2 separate regions of the Ovis aries genome follow, and region 1 is linked to region 2. A link is a contact called in public Hi-C data. All regions are on one chromosome and are shown on one strand. Each heading gives the region's core, a stretch centred on a gene start, on an enhancer-like site or on the middle of the called end of the contact. The rest is flanking DNA. Distances are from core to core; before and after follow the strand shown.

Region 1 (6,641 bases), core at 3,800-6,299, 130 kb after region 2:
ACTTCTCTGGTACTCTAGTGGTTAAGAATCGGCCTTCCAGTGTGGGGGACGTGGGTTCGATACCTGGTTGGGGAACTAAGATCCCACATGCTGAGGGATACCTAAGCCATGCGCCACAACTCCTGACCCCACACTCTGCCACAAAGGCCCAGCGCAGCCAAAAGAAAAAAAGAGCAGTCCTAAGCCATGTGCCACAATTCCTGACCCCGCACACTGCCACAAAGGCCCAGCGCAGCCAAAAAAAAAAAAAAAAAGAGCAGTGACCTTTCCTCAGTCACTCCTGGATAAAGATATCAGTTCCCCAGGGAGGAGAGACTCGATGTTAAGAATAAAACAGGGTTCGTTTCCCAAACACTGGAGGACAACCAGCCGGCCGTGGCTTCTCTTTCCCCAGCTCCAGTTTCAGCTGCCCCATCCCGTGATTGTCCCATCCTTTACCGCCCTGACTCCTGACTCCTGGGTTCCTCCTGGTTGTTTAACATGCGGTCTGGTTGAGGACTCTGATGCTACCAACCAGCTCAGAGGACAGCAGGAGTTCCAGAAACCACACTTTTATTAGCACCACCTAACAAGCAGCAGCTGTGGCGGCGACTACTTCACGCTGGGTGGACTCCGGGAGACTCGCTGAGTCTCTGCAGTACTGCGCCTTCCACTTGTGGCTCTCTTTGAAGTCAGGTAGCCGCCTTCCAGGTCTGGAGGAACAAACTGTCGCAGGGAGTCAGTGGAATATTTTTTCTTTGCAAGTTGCATTCGTATTTTCTGCTATAAAAGTTTAATTGTGGAAATGCAAATGCAGACATTATTCATGATTCTGCCAGTCTACTGCCATCACTGTTTGTTGTTTTTTAAGTACATACTGATATTTTCTGAGGTCTTTTCTTTTTTTTTTAGTTAAATTTAATGTATTTATTTATCTATCTTTGGCTGTGCTGGGTCTTTGTTGCTGCCTGCAGGGTTTCTCTAGCTGTGAGAGAGGGTGACTCTTCTTTGCGGTGCACAGAAGAGCTTCTTGTTCCGTGGCTTCTGGTTGAGGAGAACAGGCTCCAGGGTGAGTGGGCTCAGTAGTTATGGCACATGGGCTTAGCTGTTTTGTGGCATATGGGATCTTCCCAGACCAGAGATCGAACCCATATCCCCAGCACTGGCAGGTGGATTCTACCACTGGGCCACCAGGGAAGGCCCCATCACTGTTCATGTAGCAAATTTGATGGCGGGTGTGTTCCCTATCTCCAGCTAGTACACAAATACTGTCAGTTTTACATCCTGAGTTTTCCTCCGTGAAGTCAGCATCTTCTTGTAATTTGTAATGGTTGAATAATATTCCCAACAGGGGGGTTACAGGGTTGGCATAACTATTCCCCTGTTCTTATTTAAAGTGTTTACTGTTTATGACCAACCTAGACAACATATTAAAAAGCAGAGACATTACTTTGCCAACAAAGGTCTGTCTAGTCAAGGCTATGGTTTTTCCAGTAGTCATGTATGGATGTGAGAGTTGGACTGTGAAGAAAGCTGAGAGCCAAAGAATTGATGCTTTTGAACTGTGGTGTTGGAGAAGACTCTTGAGAGTCCCTTGGCCTGCAAGGAGATCCAACCAGTCCATCCTAAAGGAAATCAACCCTGAATATTCATTGGAAGGACTGATGTTGAAGCTGAAACTCCAATACTTTGTCCACCTGATGCAAAGAGCTGACTCATTGGAAAAGACCCTGCTGCTGGGAAAGACTGAAGGCAGGAGAAGAAGGGGATGACACAGGATGAGATGGCTGGATGGCATCACCGACTCAATGGACATGAGTTTGGGTAAACTCTGGGAGTTGGTGATGGACAGGGAGGCCTGGCGTGCTGTAGTCCATGGGGTGGCAAAGAGTCGGACACACCTGAGCGACTGAACTGAACTGTTCTTTCACACTAATAAGCAGTGGTGTCATAAGCACAGTCCTGAATGTAGAATTTTCAGGATTTGGGATTACTGACTTTGGCAAATTCCCAGAGGCAGACTGGCTTGCACACTGGTATGGGGAAGATGTTGACCTTTTCATCAGGGACCAAACAGGCTAAGCTGTTTTGCCAGAAAATCAAGTTACCCGTTTCCAAGAAAGCCCTAACATAACTATTACTATTTTTTAAAAGCTTTAAAGCAAATAGTCTTAGGGAGGCTAATGATGAAGCAGAATTCAATGAACCCGGGAGCCATGCTTCTTGGCTCCGAGTCAGAGCAGATTCCTGCCCACCCTCTTGTTGTTGTTGTTTAGTTGCTAAGCTGTGTCTGACTCTTTGAAACCCCATGGGCTGCAGCCCACGAGGCTCCTCTGTCCATGGAGTTTTCCCAGGCAAGAATACTGGAGTGGGTTGCCATGCCCCCCTCCAAGGATCTCCTCCTTCCAGGGATCAAACCTGTGTCTCCTGACTTGGAGGCGGATTCTTTACCACTGAGCCACAGAGGAAGCCTGTCTGCCCTCCTGTCTGACTAGTAAATGGGACACGGTGAATGTGGCCCCCTCTCTCTTAGCCCAGAAACCCATCGTCTGTATTTTGCATCAAGTTGCAGAGAAAGCGGGGTCTGTTTCACCCTCCCCCCACTTCATTATCAAAAGTCCGTTTTCATGAGTGTCAGCATCACCAGTGAAGGCCAGGGTTTGCCTCCAGATCCAGGCAGGCCTGGGGTCCTCACCACCCTTCCCCTGAATAACACCTTCCTCCCAGAGCTCAGCCTCTCCCCCTCCCCCAGCACTGGGGAGAAAGCTGGACTGCAGGAAAGCTGATTCCTCCAGTCTCAACACCAGGGATGGTTTTAATTACCTGGGAGCTCCTTCCCTAACCGGCTGTGGAAACAAAACAGGGTCAGGGAGGCTGGGGACCAGCTGTCACACCGTCTGTGCCTCTAACAATGGAAATTCATAGGCTCTGTTCTTCCTGCCCCGTCTGGCCCTTCATCTAGGGGTGTCTGACACCCCCTCCTCCAAAAAGACCCCCTTAGGGCCCTTGACACTCTTCCTTTGGCAGGTTATTTACTTTGGCAAGAGGAAATGGCATGGGTCACCCAGTCTGAAAGAGGCGAGCGGGATGGGCTGGATGTGGGACCTGCAGGCGCCAGAAACGTCAGTCTGCCTGGTGACTTACAGCGACTCTGCATCCAGGGCGTCTGAGACGCTGGAAGCCTTCAAACCTTCTGCTTTTCTGTCTTTGATTCAGGAGAAAAGAACGGCGGGCGGGAAGCGAAAGGAGGCGGAGCCAGGTAGGAGGCGTGGCGAGGGGCGGGGCGGGGCGGGGTGGGGCCTAATTGTCTCCTGCAGAGCGTTGGAGAGGCAGAGGTACCGCTCCTGTGCGGGAGCCTGGGTGTTGTGTCCCCACAAAATTCTTACGCCAGGTCCCAACTTGGGAGGCGATGAGGTCAGGAGCGGGGAGCACTCACGGATGGGATTAGTGTCCTTACAAAAGAGGCCCCAGGGAGGTGGGGTCCCGGAGGGGAAGTGACCACGTGAGACCCGAGGAACAGAGGTTCATGAGACACCGGATCCTCTGGCGCCTCGATTGTGGACTTCCCTGCCTCCAGACTGTGAGAAATCAATATCTGCGTTTTTAAGTCACCCAGTGTTTCTGTTACAGTCGCTGGAACAGACTAAGACAGACACTTAAAACCAGTGCTGGTTGCCTGAGCTCCGAGCCGGTAGGGCTGGGAAATGGCACGGTGCAGAGGGCAACAGGCCGGACCGGGCCCCACTCTGCCTCCCACGCCCCGTGCCTCCCTGGGGACATCATCACTCAGGCCCTCAGGGTTGGGGTGTTCATCTATGGGACACACTGTGCAGAGCGCTGGGTGATGTCATCTTGGAGCTGGGACACCCACTGTTGCGTGCACAGGGGCCTTCGTTCCAGGGGCCATCACCACCCAGCCTCTCAGGCTGTTCTCGCAGCGGGCTTCCTGATCCCGACAGTCAGTCCCATCTCATCTCCTCCTAATAACAGCGCTGTCCATCCACACCTCTTCACGGACCACGGTTGGGGGGTGCTGAAAGACTGACAATGTTGTTCCCGCGGGGAGGGCTCCTTCCCCAGGGAACTCCCGTCAACAGAGAGCATAGGGTTGCATTCTGTTGCTATTTACAGCTCGAGGCACTTTCTCTCCCCAAGGCTCCCTGCTTCGGCAGTTCTGGTTGCATTCCAGAGACATGGCATTAAATCTGCACAGAGAGGAAGAACAAGATGCCTGGCTCCACGTTACAGCGAGGCCACGCTGGGCGGTAGACGGGCTCTCAGCTCCGAGGACCTGAGGTCCGGGTGGCACCAGGCAGGGGTGCCACCAGCCCCTCACCCCCCTCAACCTGCTGGGCTCTGGTCTAGAAACTCCATCTGCCATCCAGCACTTCCTCTTGTCACTTCAGGTGGGCTTTTGGGTCTTCTGGAAGCGTGAACACAGGGCGAATGAACGTGAGCAACTCTGCATCCAGAAGTGGCTCCTCTGGGGCCGTCCATCCTCACGAGAAGAGGAACGCTTAGCCCCTTGAGCTCAATGAATCCGCTGCCTGTTAGGCTGCTCACAAATTGCTCGGCTATCAAGGGAGGACTGGGGTTTAGAGCATGTTTTACTGGCTGCCAGCCACGGTTTCACATACTACTGGAATTCGATATTAGCAATGACTTCTTGGAGACAGGAAGTGTCTGAAATTGCTGTCTAGAAAAATGCGGGTCGATGGATTTCTTAATAAATATGTAGAACGAGGACTTCTGTGAGTCCGGGCTGACTGATGCCAAATGGTAATTAACTTGCCTGCATTCTTGGGTTTTCAAAGCCAAGCGGGAACCACTTACAAAACGAATGAGTGGGGAACCGCAGGCGCTTGCCAGAGCCGCTCCTGCTGGGAAGTGAGCTAGTGAAGCCTTCAGGCTCATTCACTTCCTCCCAAGAGCTGTGTGTTTCCTGCGGGTGATGCTGGAGACGGGAGGCCAGCTCTGGAGAACTTGAACTTGATTTCTTTAAGGCGACTAGAGATGAGGGCGTGGCCATGTGGTCACCCGACAGTGTCGAGTGGCCATCAGTACCACGGACACAATAGGTTAGATTCAGACCGGAGGGGACTATGGAGGGTGATCGTTAGTAGCCTGGGGCTGGGGCAGGAGCACCTCAAAAGATGTGTGGTGCCATGTACGGTGATGCTTGGGGCTGTGGGCTGTCCCTGGGCAGGTGAAGGTGCTCTAGGGAGCAGTAACAGCATATACGGAGGCCTCAATGTCTGAGAGAGCTTGTGGGCAACAGAACCGAGTATGTGCCCGGTGTAGGGGGAGCAGAGGAGAGGGAGGGGGTGGCTGACACAAGCCAGGCTGGCACTGGGAGTCTCACCAGGGCACTGAGTGAACGTGGACTTTATTTTTGAGCGGGACTTCTCAGCACTGGCATGGCTGACATCGAGGGCCAGATGGGTCTGTGTCGAGGGTAGGGTGGGGTGGAGGGACGTCCTATACACCCTGTGGGGCGCTCAGCAGCGTCTCTAGCTCACGCCCACAAGATGCCAGCAGGAGCTCGCCAGTGATGACCATCGAAAGTGTCTCCAGACATTGCCGGATGGCCCCCTCGCCCCCAGTTGGTGGGGGTGGAGAAATCCGCCCCCCTGTTGAGAACCCTTGTTCCAGGGGCCAGGGGGAGCCATGGAAGGGTCTTCAGCAGCACTCAGGCCCCGAGAGCAGGAACACGCATGGTGTGGGTTTACAGCCATCACTCCCATCTCCCTTCCCTCTGCTGGGCGAGCTGCTTGTGAGCCCGGCACATCACAGGAGAAAAAGGACTTGCGTTTCTCCTCAGAAACTGAAACTAGAAACAGTTTCCTCTTCTGATGAATCAGTACACTACCTTTATGGTGCAAGAGCCCTGAACAGTTTCTGAAAGCTTAGAATCATTTTTGCATTTTAGCTCCATCAGCCTCTCTGGGCGCATCCTAGTAAGTGACCCCAGGTGAGTGAGACCGCAGGTGGGCGGTGAAGATCGTGCACATCTCTGTCGACCCGCCAGGGGGCAGCACCTTCCCAGCTCTAGCTATGGGTTCATGACGTCGGATTTTGGAATTGTTCGAGAAAAACAGGAAATCCAGATTTCTGTGTAAAATCTCCCAATGTTTAATTAGTAAATTAAGATGTGGATAAGGCATCTGCCAGGTTCAGTCAAATCATCTTGGGGATCTTTTCTGCTCAAGGGCCTGTTTGTAACCTCCCAGTCTGTGGGTTTTGTTTTGATCTTTAAAAGAAAAAATATATCCTTTTTCTTCTTTTTGCTCTGGTTTTAACTATTTTAATTTCATATTTTTTCTTTAAAGTAGAGGATTGTGTTGGCTGTCTTCTCTTAGACCCACACAAATCCGCTTCCATCTTCCCCCACCTCACCCTGCGTCCTGGGAGCACTTGGGGGTCTCGCCAGGTGACACTGGCGGGGTTCAGAGGAAGGACGGAATTGGAATGACCCCCTAGGCCGCCTTCCCCCTCTGCTGACCCTCGTGCAGGAGCGGGCTCGGGTTGCCCGCAGCACTCTCTTCAGGGCTGGAATTGCTCCCCACTCCCATCCTTCCAGGGCAGGTCAGCTAAGGAACCCTGACACCTTCACCATAGCCTTGTGGCTTTCCTTTGTAGTTGTTGTCCAGTCGCTCAGTCAT
Region 2 (6,698 bases), core at 4,119-6,618:
ATGACAAAAGCTCACTCACTAGAACAATGTAAGATCTGGTTAAAAGAACAGATTCCAGGGACAGTCTGTCCAAATCCCAGCATGGCTACTTATTACTTGTGGAGTCTACAGCAAATTACTTAGCCTCTGCATTTTTCAGTTTCCATACGTAAGTGGGCTACTAATAGTAACTAACTCATAGGACTGTTGGGCTTCTCTGGTGGCTCAGTGCTATAAAGAATCTGCCTAACAATGTAGGAGACTCGGGTTCTATCCCTGAGTCGGGAAGATCCGTGGAGAAGGAAATGGCACCCCATTCAGTATCCTTGCCTGGGAAATTCCATGGACAGAGGAGCCTGGCAAGCTGCAGTCCATGGGGTCATGGAGTCAGACGCAACTTAGTGGCTAAACAACATAGAATGGTTAAGAGGATAAACAAGTTAGCATATATTTAAAGCAATTAGAACAATGCCTGGCATGTATGTATATAGTAGGCATTCCATCCATAGGACTTGAAATTACAAACCCTAATAACATGAATCAACATATGTGAAGATAAGTTTACTAGAACTACAAAATATAAGAGACACCAGTCCTGATTCTCAGTGGGCTATTCTAGACACATCCTCTCAGTGATTTAAACAATTCAGTAACAATATGGAAAAGCTGACAGTACAAAAACCTTAAATCAATGAACACATATAAAACACTGCTTCTAATAACCTCCTATGCATTATTTTCCAAAATTTGACATATACTGCGTCATAAAGTAAATGTTAGCAAATTTCATACAAAGACTGCATGAAATCATGAAAAACATATTCTAGAACAAGATGCAACAAAGCTAGAAATAAAAAACCAGAAAACCCTAGAAAGTCTTCCTATGTTTGGAAATTAACATTTCTAAATATTGGATTGGCCAAAAGCTATTTGAGTAACCTGCCCAAGGTCACGGGGCAGAGGCAGAACTGGAATTCCAGAAGCCCAATTCTAGGGCCTCGTTCCTTGCTGTTTGTCTTACTTGTAGAAAAATAAGGTGAATTTTATGATGAACAGGAGTCTTAGTCTCTATATCACATGTGCAGCATATCGAAAGGACTTTATATATTTAAAAATAATCGGTCAATGTTTTTTAGGCTGGTGAACATTTGTTATTGTTCAACAGGCAAGTCGTGTCCAGCTCTTTTGCCACCCTATGGACTGCATAGCCCACCAGCCTCCTCCATGGGATTTCCCAGGCAAGAATACTGGAGTGGGTATTCTCCAGGGGATCTTCCTGACCCAGGGATCGAACCCACTGCTCCTGTTTGGCAGGTGGATTCCTTACCACTGAGCCACCAGGGAGGTCCCCCAGGTGAACATTTTCTTGGCTATAAAGGTGACAGTTATGAAAAGGGAAGCAGGCAAGCTCCCTCTTCCCCACCTCGAGACACACGTATGCTCCTGAGGTGTACTAATGTCACTGTCTGTGGATCCTTTCAGAAATATTTTATGCACATAAAAATAAGTTCAGTTCAGTTCAGTCACTCAGTCGTGTCCGACTCTTTTCGACCCCATGAATTGCAGCACGCCAGGCCTCCCTGTCCATTACTAATTCCCGGAGTTCACTCAGACTCACGTCCATCGAGTCCGTGATGCCATCCAGCCATCTCATCCTCGGTCGTCCCCTTCTCCTGCCCCCAATCCTTCCCAGCATCAGAGTTTTTTCCAATGAGTCAACTCTTCTCATGAGGTGGCCAAAGTACTGGAGTTTCAGCTTTAGCATCATTCCGTCCAAAGAAATCCCAGGGTTGATCTCCTTCAGAATGGACTGGTTGGATCTCCTTGCAGTCAAAGGGACTCTCAAGAGTCTTCTCCAACACCACAGTTCAAAAGCATCAATTCTTCGGCACTCAGCCTTCTTCACAGTCCAACTCTCACATCCATACATGACCTCATAGCCTTGACTAGACTGACCTTAGTCGGCAAAGTAATGTCTCTGCTTTTGAATATGCTATCTAGGTTGGTCATAACTTTTCTTCCAAGGAGTAAGCATCTTTTAATTTCATGGCTGCAATCACCATCTGCAGTGATTTTGGAGCCCCCCAAAATAAAGTCTGACACTGTTTCCACTGTTTCCCCATCTATTTCCCATAAAGTGATGGGACTGGATGCCATGATCTTCGTTTTCTGAATGTTGAGCTTTAAGCCAACTTTTTCACTCTCCTCTTTCTCTTTCATCAAGAGGCTCTTTAGCTCCTCTTCACTTTCTGCCATAAGGGTAGTGTCATCTGCATATCTGAGGTTATTGATATTTCTCCTGGCAATCTTGATTCCAGCTTGTGTTTCTTCCAGTCCAGCATTTCTCATGATGTACTCTGCATAGAAGTTAAATAAGCAGGGTGACAATATACAGGCTTGGCGTACTCCTTTTCCTATTTGGAACCAGTCTGTTGTTCCATGTCCAGTTGTAACTGTTAAAGACATGTTTTTTCTTTCTTATACAACGAATGGCATATATGCACATTTTTCCAACCTTTGTTTTTTCACTTTAATGATTTATCTTGAAAATCATATTAATTCATTTAAAACACCCTCACATTTTGTACAGTGGCAGAGTATTCCATTGTGTATACATTAAATTCTATAATTTAATTTGTATTCTGTCGCTGGAACAGGAGGCTGTCTCCAATATTCTGTTATTTCAAACCATGCTGTGGGGGAGGATGTCATTTTGCAGTGTGCAAATAAGCTGGAAACACCTCTCTGTGCCAGCGAATGGAGTATATTTCAGTTCCTAAAGGTGTGTAACCAATTACCCCAAGTCTGAGTAACCTAAGGGGACATTTATTTTTGCTCACAAATCTGCAGTTTCAGCTGGCAGAACTCAGTGGGAATGGATGTCATTGCCCCAGCAATGGTGGGCTGTGGGGACTCCAGTCCTCGGCAGGGGTCTCTCCCACTCCCAGGCCTGGCAGGCAATGCTGGGTGCCAGCTGGAACCAGACCTTAATGTGACCCCGCTAGTGGGCTTCCTCACAACTTGGAGGCTAACCCCAGAGGTGGGTTCTGAGCCAGGCTTCCTTGTCTTTGTGACCTCTGCTGGGAAGTCTGGCTTGCAGAGAAGCAGCCCCCAAAACCCCACCCGGCTCCAACAGGAGGGAAATAGAATCCGCTCCTGACACTGGAAGGGAATGCGGGTCCAGAAATACTACTTCTGGAGAAGTCCTGCACAAGATGGACTTGCTGGATCACAGGCATGTGCAGTCTTGATAGATGTTTGCTAATCGCCCTTGGGGGAATACGTCCCAGTTCCCTCCCAACCATGGTGAGTGAGAAACACTCACCTGTTTGATGGAGGAATGAGAGAGGGAAGCGAAGGGGTGCGAAGAAGGGCCGCAGAGGCGCAGCTGTCCCACCACGCGGCCGCTAGGGGGCGGCGCTTCCCCGGAGAAGCGCAGGGCGGTGCCCTCAGAGGCCCGGAAGCCCCTAGTGACCGCAACGCGCTTTAAGAGCGAGGCCAGACGCTCTCTGCATCCGGTCTGTTCTGCGGGCTTACATCGCGTGGGTGCCTCGGTGGACGGAATAGGAGAGGTGGGTCAGAGCCGTCCGTCTCTCGAGCTCTTTCAGTACAGCGCTGTCTGGTCTCCCTGGAGAGTCCATCCAGGGACTCCGGCCCCACCATCCTCCACAGGACTCTGGGGTGATGCAGTTCCATTCAAGGCAGGTTTCCAGACGGCCTCAGGGTTAAGTGCCAGCGCCCGGCTCACTCAGTCCCCAAGGGAACAGGAGATGTGCTGGGGGTCAGAGGTCGTGCCGATGCTGAGCCCCAAGCCGCGCTCCTGCCCAGATGACTCCAGGGGTGATTGTCTCAGATTCCACCTTGCTGAACCCTCAGTCACTTCCAGGGACCCCAAGACCACAGCCCCTGGGACTGAGCCTCCTCCACAGCGCTGTGAAGCCCCGGGTGTGGCATGGGGGCGGGGGTAGAGAGACGGGGGGTGGGGGGTTGGGGGGCCGCGGGGGTGGGGGGCCGGGGTGGGGTGGGTGGAGGGCGCTGGTAGCAGCACCCGCTCAGCAGCTCTCTGTGCAGGAGGTATGAGATGCAGGCCCACCTTGGGGTCATCATTCACACAGACCCACTCCCGCCTCCAGTGCCCATGAGTCTGACCCCAAAACGCGCACCTTCCCATCTCCCTGCCTGGCCTAGAGCACCGAGGGGACCTGTCCACCGGCTGTGTGCGTCTCTCACCAGGCGAAGGCCACCCGTGGGAGGGAGGGGTCAGGCTAGGCACCCGCACCAATCCCCAGGGAGGTCTAGGCCAGCTCCCTGCCTACACACCACTCTTCAGACATCAGTGGGGCCCAAAGCAGGGTTGTCTTGACCATGAAGCTTTGATGCCAGGATGGTTCCATTGTGCATAAACCTTCCAAAAACAATGAAATGGGTGCATGGACCCCCTACTCATCACCCTCCCCTCCCCACACCATTTCCCTCTCCACCAGGGCTCTGGAGCTGGTGGAGTCAAATTGCTTGCAGTCCAAGCAGGCAACCAGCAGGTGGACCAGCAGGGCTTCCCAGGTGGTGCTAGTAAAAATCTGCCTGCCAATGCAAGAGACGCAAGAGGGTTCAATCTCTGGGTCAGGAAGATCCCCTGGAGAAGGGCATGACAACCCACTCCAGCATCATCGCCTGGACAATCCCATGGACAGAGGAGCCTGGTTGGCCACAGTCCACAGGGTCACAAAGAGTTGGACACAATTGAGTGACTAAGCAACAAGGGGACCAGCAGGCCTGCCACCCACCATGAAGAGGCCGTGTTGTCACTTTGCCTGGGTGGACTCGTCCACCTCTGGGGTGCACTGGGGCCCTGACTCTCGCTTCCCACCTTGCAGTCCTGCCTCGGCTTCCTGGCAGAGCAGCGACAGCAGTGGGGTCTACCAGGTGCCCACCAAGTCCTCCTGCAAATTCCTGCCAGTTCGCCTGGCCAAGAGAGCAGAGTCCCGCTGGGAGGCCTGGTTTGAACCTTGGTCCTGGGACCCCTGGGGAAAACAGGCGGCCTCACTTTTCTCACCTGTGAAATGGTCACATCCCACTGCAGAGAACTGCCGTGTTCAACCCGACGGCTCACACAGCCATCCTAGCGTGGGGCCGGGCATGGGGAAGCCAGGGGCGGGGGGGGCCTGTTCCCATCACCCTGGTTCTGTCCTGTTCTTATAGCTCCCGGCCCAGCGCCTTCATCCCAGCAGGAGAGGCAGGTGTTCTGGCCACAGTCAGAGCAGAGAGGGGTCAGGCTGAGACTCAGACCATGCAGACAGGGGGTCACGGGTGTCCCTCTAGCCACCCTCTCCACCTGGTTTCTCCAGCTGAGGTGGACGGGCCCTCGGGGACACTTGATTGCTTCCCCTGTATCACCCTGCAGTGGGGGAGGGGAGCAATCTGCTTGCCAGGCCCCGAGTGCCCGCTCCCTGGGGCCCCACCCCGCTGGACTACAGGGGACGCTTGACCTCATCCCGACCCCCGAGCCAGTGGCCCCAGGCCATGGTGTGGGGTTGGGGGGGGCGTCCTTTTCACGCCTAGCAGGCCTTTCACTGCCCTCTATTAGCATCCACTGCTGCTGCTGCTGTTGCTGAGTCGCTTCAGTCGTGTCCGATCTGTGTGACCCCATAGATGGCAGCCCACCAGGCTCCCCCGTCCCTGGGATTCTCCAGGCAAGAACACTGGAGTGGGTTGCCATTTCCTTCTCCAAGGCATGAAAGTGAAAAGTGAAAGTGCAGGAAGCCCCGCCTCCAGTCTCCCTGCTCGGAGGAGGCCTCTGTCCAACCTGCTTTTAGGATGGCTCCATGGCCTTAGGATAGACGGTTTTGCTCCCTCCTTCCGGGAGAGGCTGGAATGAGTTCCGCGGCCAGGCCGCGCCGGGGTGGGCGGGCTTCGGCTGGGTCAGCCCCAGGCTCCCTGGGCCCTCAGGCTGAACACAGGCGCCCAGTATTCCTGATGAGCTGGAGGGCCCACCAGTATGTAGATGAGTCTCTTTGGCCACTTGTCTTAGCAGAGGGCAGATGACCATGTCATCAGGTGTGGGATCCAGCCAAAAATCTTTACTGTTTCCCATCTAAAGTGTTAGTTGCTCGCTTGTCTGACTCTTTGCAACCCCGTGGACTGTGTACTCCACCAGGCTCCTCTTGTCTATGAGCTTCTCCAGGCAATACTGGAGTGGGTAGCCATTCCCTTCTCCAGGGGAACTTCCTGACCCAAGGATTGAACCTGGGTCTCCTGCACTGCAGGCAGATTCTTTACCGTTGTGGCCACCAGGGAAGCTCTTTCCCATTTAAAGTCAGTTACCAAATGGAAAGGGACACCCTAGGGCACCCCCCACCCTGGGACCAGCTAGGGGACCCACCTGCTTGGGTCAGTCCTGCACCTGCAGTCCGACTGGACTTAGGGAGACGGAGCTGCTTTCCCCACTTCCCACCCCACATGACAGACATCCAACCAGCCCACACAGAAGCATCTTTTGTAAAACACGTGACTCTAGAAAACCAAGGCAGTGCTTGGCTTTCATTCCTGTTGCCGTCCCCCCAGAGCTGGGGGTTAGGGCCCCGTGCCTCTCATCATAAACTTGCCTCACATACCAGTTCTAAGGGCCGTGAAAGGGGGTGGGGGAACTTAAAAAAATATATATATATATATATATATATTTTTTTTTAATTTTTATTTATTAATTTTTTTTAACTCAACTG

What was found. Hi-C and Micro-C count contacts between places; a contact is called where the count stands out from the background.
Region 1: a Hi-C map of liver shows a contact between it and region 2, with 2.5 times the contacts expected there. The contact joins two enhancer-like sites. A contact is called at or near these places in 7 of 16 Hi-C or Micro-C datasets (hypothalamus, liver, muscle and 3 more).

Annotation. Positions count from the first base shown.
Region 1 is chr10:33,317,387-33,324,027 of ARS-UI_Ramb_v3.0, forward strand. No RefSeq gene overlaps it. Among named protein-coding and RNA genes, the nearest start is that of WASF3, 48 kb to the left of the region's middle. Within about 2 kb of position 5,050, at least 9 of the 54 cell types and tissues checked have an H3K27ac peak or open chromatin away from gene starts, as enhancers often do. A contact at or near this core is called in liver, where this site is marked.
Region 2 is chr10:33,185,908-33,192,605 of ARS-UI_Ramb_v3.0, forward strand. No RefSeq gene overlaps it. Among named protein-coding and RNA genes, the nearest start is that of GPR12, 31 kb to the left of the region's middle. Within about 2 kb of position 5,369, at least 4 of the 54 cell types and tissues checked have an H3K27ac peak or open chromatin away from gene starts, as enhancers often do. A contact at or near this core is called in liver, where this site is marked.